Regions from separate parts of the Lactuca sativa genome. Here region 1 is linked to region 2. Evidence: chromatin contacts called from public Hi-C data. All regions are on one chromosome and are shown on one strand. Each heading gives the region's core, a stretch centred on a gene start, on an enhancer-like site or on the middle of the called end of the contact. The rest is flanking DNA. Distances are from core to core; before and after follow the strand shown.

The links. A called contact is a pair of places that touch in the nucleus more often than the background predicts.
Region 1: a Hi-C map of leaf shows a contact between it and region 2, with 5 times the contacts expected there. The contact joins the promoter of LOC111877788 here to the promoter of LOC111877766 in region 2. A contact is called at or near these places in 3 of 4 Hi-C or Micro-C datasets (leaf and seed).

The regions. Positions count from the first base shown.
Region 1 is chr5:264,048,398-264,051,097 of Lsat_Salinas_v11, forward strand. LOC111877788 (presequence protease 1, chloroplastic/mitochondrial) reads right to left here and starts at 1,441. Exons shown (of 20, transcript XM_023874307.3): 1 at 1,073-1,441; 2 at 514-697; 3 at 191-365; 4 at 1-98. The coding sequence starts at 1,328.
Region 2 is chr5:263,888,477-263,891,176 of Lsat_Salinas_v11, forward strand. LOC111877766 reads right to left here and starts at 1,414. Exons shown (of 4, transcript XM_042902856.2): 1 at 1,156-1,414; 2 at 621-738; 3 at 307-517; 4 at 1-149. The coding sequence starts at 1,307. The coding sequence ends at 121.

The DNA of each region.
Region 1 (2,700 bases), core at 191-2,690, 160 kb after region 2:
TCGTAATGCCAACCCTCTTGTTGGAAAGTCTTAATGTCCTCCACACATTTAGGAAAGAAGACAGCATCCAGGTATACATCAACCAAGTTATAAAAATCCTACAATTAAAGAAAAAACATGTATTATTAAACTAGATTTGGGAAGGCTATCACCTATGTTTGTTTCCAATAATTAGTCAAAAGTTATTAACCTTTGTGTTTGTGGATGCAACAGGATAGCATGTCCTATCAGGATATGTGAACGCATTTAGAAAGGTGTGCAAGCTCCCCTTCAGTAGTTCAACAAAAGGTTCTTTCAGAGGATACTTTCTTGAACCACATAATACACTGTGTTCCAATATGTGAGGAATTCCAGTTGAATCTTTCCTGCATTAATAGTTGGATGAAGTGACGATTAGTATAACATATGCAGTTATGCACTAATGGATTATGGATTAATCAGCTGTCTCAATTACAATGCATACAAGCATTAAACAATACACAGCAGTTTTCAGATTCTGAAAAGGAAACTTACGGTGGAGTTCGGAAAACTACGCCAAAGACCTTGTTCTCGTCGTCATTTGATACAGACATTACTTCGCAACCGGTTTTCTTATGTTTATACAAAACAGCTGTCGACTTACACTCCTCAATAAACTGCTCGGAGACCTTCTCAAATCCAAGCTTCTCAGCAACATCATCGTGAGCGCCAATAGCATCTGCAAACAAGCAGTAAACCCTAAAATTAACATTAACAAGTGATAATGAGTGACTATGACAACCTAATCCGGTAAATCAGTCGTGAATAATATCATGTCCTCTCAGCGGTATTCGAAAGACAGCTAAAACTTGAGTTCTGAATTCAAATAGGATAAATTGTAATTGATATAAAAGTGAATAACATTTGAAGGACAACTGTAATTTAAAACTCCGTATGTCTGTATAGCAATTAACATAAAAAGGACTAATGCTGAATTGCTGATGTAGAATTTGTAACAAACTCCATATCAATTTTCTTTCCAAAAAAGTACGAAACTTTAGCTCTTTGTCAACGAAGCGGAAGGAACATGAATTAGTAGTGATATTAGTCATACCAGGTGAGAACTGTGGAGATGAAGTTGCGATGGCTTTGGGGGTTACAGGCGAGAAGCGAGAACTGAAATGAAGGCGGGATGGCAAGGCGGTGGAGATTTGGCGGAGGTGGCGGCGAAGAGGAGAACGGCGGTGGATATTGGGGATAAGACGGTGGCGATTGGAGGAAAGACGATGGGAAGAACGAGAGAAGGTTCGAATACACGCATGTGAAGTACATGAAGAGATAGAGCGAAGAAGAACAGCTCTCTCCATCATCAATGGATGTAACGAAAACCGCGATGTGGTTGCAGAAGGCAAAATGGAGCTTATATGTTGTGTGGTGGCTTGGAGAGAACGTTGCAAGATTTCAATGGTTCTTTTCTATTTTATTTTTTTATTTTTTGTGGTTTTGGACTTTGGCCCAAAGTATCCAAAACTCATTGATCAAATTATACGCCACCGAAGAGAGGAAGGCCGAAGCAACTTATATTTTGTAATGTTAAGATTTTTTTATTACAAATAAGACCGAAAGATGTGCCATTTTCTGTACTTGTGGCGGTGCGGGAAGGGTTGGGGCTGCGTCAAGGCACCGGGAGTTTTATTAAGGGTGTTGATCGGATAAAAATTTTGGGTTTCGAGTAGATTGGATCAAATAGATCAGGTTTTCCTTAAAATAATAATACAAGATACCCAACCTATATTGCAATTTGGGTTTTCGGGTTTTAGGTCGGATCGGGTATTTTCAGGTATATCTAAAATTACTTAAGTATCATTAATTGGATTTTATTACATTTGGGTTTGAATGCAAAAATTTTTATGGTTAGTTTGGGCATCGTGAAGTTAAACATAAAAGCTATATATTACCATGAAATTAAAGGTATAAGATTTCCGGCAACAATCATTTTGCAAGAATTAGGTCTATGTAAAACTTTGTAGTTTAATAACCATATATTAATTATTTGTTTCTTAAAATTTATGCGATGACTAACATTTTCTTTACTTTTTTACTATATTTATTTGTATCAGATTTATGATTTTACTTTGAAACATTCATTTTAATTTTATAAAAGTCAGTTTGACTAAATAACAATGAAGGGTTAAAATGTAAGTATATATAGTCATTTGGATCAATAGGTTAATAACATTATATGGTTTTTTAATCGGGTATTCAAGCATATACAGATTTTTTTAAACCTACCCAACACCCGAACTATATAAATATCGGGTTACCCGATTACCCGAATTTCCTAACCTGATACTCGATTTACACGACCCGATCTACCTGAATTCAAAACGGGTCGGGTTGGGTAATCAGGTATCAGTTATTTTCAACAAGCCTAAGTTTCATTGTACCAATTTTTTAACGTTGCTCTTTTGACCGTTTTTTAACGGATATATTTAAAAAAAAATCATTTTGTACCACCTTTTGTTCAAGTAATTTCTTTTTTTGACCCTAAGTATTTAATTTGTTGCAAAGCGGTTTGTAACATCCCAAAAATCAAGGATAAAATTTCCATTTTTATTATAATTAAAACATAGATTGTAACTTGATCCAAATATTTAAAAACATTTCTAAGTGACACAATTATCAGAGTTGAATCCCAGAATCACATATTGCGGAAAACACGGGTGTGTGCGCTGCGATCAA
Region 2 (2,700 bases), core at 164-2,663:
TGTTTACTTACATAATCATGAAAGAGAAAACGAAAGGTATATATAGAGCTTGGTTTGAAGATCAGGAAAAAGTCGAGTGAGTACCTCTCGGCCTATTTTTATAAACTCTTCTACTCATCCCTACACCTTTATCCGCACCACAAACGAACCTGAAAAAACCCCTCAACAACATTACAAACAAATTAATGATTTATGATCTTGATTTGTTTATCTTGTCTTTAAGAAATTTAGTCCATGTGATTGTAATAATTTATCATATACTGTAATATTTATTTCTTTTTACAGAGAAGGCAGTTGAAGACTTACATGCAGGAAGGTTTGAAATATCAGCTGAAACAGCACAAGGGATTCCCAAAGTTGAAAGTGCTCCTCTTATAATTCCACAAGGGAAGTAAAGATGCATGCCTGTTGCTTGTGCTGCTTTGTTTTCAGATATGGCAGAAGGATCTTGAGAAGCACCAGAGATCTCCATTGATGGATCTCCTGACATGCGTGAAAGCCACCGGAATTTATTATCCTGCAATACAAATGTACCCTGTAACAAAAGAACAAAAAAGCCACCGAATTAAACATTTAAAACAATGACTTTTAGTTGTAGAACTTGAGATATGAAGTTTTACTCTATGATTAGTCTTTAAATTGTCTATCTGCTTCTTGAAGAGCTCTGACCAGAAATCCTTGCAGATAAACTTGATTGCTTCTAGGTGATCACTAAACCTTGGGCGCTCCATTGTATACCTAACACAACAATCAAAACTCGCCATTTTCAGTTACTATAGTTTTTTTGTCGACATACTAACTAAGGTATCTCATAGTGAAATACGAATAAGAAGATTGATTTTAATAACAAGATACTCTATAGTTTAAATGTATGTATGTAAAATCCTGAAAAATTCTTAATTCAACAGTTTATAATCCTAGAGTGGTGATATGAAATATCTGTGGAGGTAGTTTAATTGGAAAGAACCCTAGTTTATGTTAACTGATAGTCAAAAGAGTGAGTAAATTTGGATCGATAAATACAGACATAGGAAACATAACCAATACCCAACCAAACTGACCTACAATCTTAATAAATAGAATCATTTCGCGATATGATATAAAAATTGAGGTTGAATTGAATTTGTGTGTGTATGTGTTAGGTGATTTACGTACCTTTCAGAGAGCTGATGGCCGACCTGGTAACCAATCGCTTCGATTCTCCGAGCAGCGAGCTCCGGCTTATTGGCGTAGAATCGGTTGCAATACGACGATACAATCTCCGTTAACAAGCTATCCATACAGCTTTCCGATACTTCTCTTACCATCCTTTATCTCTGTATCTTATACTGTGTGTTTCAGAGAGAGAAAGAGATAGAGATGATCAATGGCGACTCTGCAATTTGACGATGATTGGTGTCGCTGTAACCAAAGTCTTGTTGATACAAGACATTAAGACTAATCATGTAGGCAGCCCATTAACTTTAAAAGCCCACTGGATCATTATGTACTTTTAAAAGTCTCAATCTCTTATCTCCCGTATGTCCATTCAATTTCCATCTATGGACAGTGGCCTTTTCTAATACTAAAATATTATAGATAAAACTAGATTATCACCCGCGTAAAACGCGGGGAACATATAAAAATGTACATATAAAGGTATAAAAAAATTGGAACTATAAAAAAAATAAAGTAATAGAAACAGACTTAGCATTATTGGTAACATTGAAATGTCTGGAAAAAAAAAACAATGAAACACCTAAATATCTATAATCGTTGAAGGATCTTTTTATAGACATAACTTTTTGTTGTATTAGTTGGATGACCTTCCTCGTCATATATGAGTAACTTCAATTCTCTTTTCACTTGTGACGCGATAAATTTAGGTGGATGACCTTCCACGTCATATATGAGTAATTTCAATCCTTTTTCACTTCTAAGGTACATATGATTATTGAAATTAATGCCAACCAAAATCTTCAATATTTAAGTGGCTATAAATACAACTACCCTCCAGTTTTAGGGCCCTTGACTTTACCCCACTACCAAGCAGAAACGATTCCTCAAATACTCTAAAAAAACCTGAAATATTAAAATATACACACAAAAAGATGAAAAGGGTAAAATGAACTTTCAAATATAACAACAATATTTTATAGATAATACAAGAAACAATCTAGAAACATGCAAATAGAGATGAAAGAACATCATAATTAGATTAACACCATATACTCATTTAGTCTTATCTTTCTTCTTCCCTTAAAGGAGTTTATAAAACATTTTTTATTGTATGATGGATTTCAGAATTACTTTTTTGAGATATGTGAGGTTGCAAAGAATGGAACAACAAAGAAATGAAATGGATAGGTAATCGTAAAAGCAAGATAACAGAATAAGTAATTCCATTCCAGAAACATGTTTGCGAGGCATGGAATGGAACATAATGAAAATTCCATACGATTTGTATGTTATATATTGCAATTTAAATTCTAAAGATAATCCTTCACATATCTTTGTTTGTAATTAAAAATGATTTATATTGCAAGTTTTATACTAATATCTTCTCTTATTGCTAAGAAAACATTGATACTCACAATATTCCCAACCCTATTTTCAAGAGTGTATGGTGTACTCATTTATCCTTGAGAAAGTAAACTCAATAAGAAGATTCAAACCAGTTAAACGAAAGAATAAGTTTGTGAAAGGTTCTTACTATGCTTC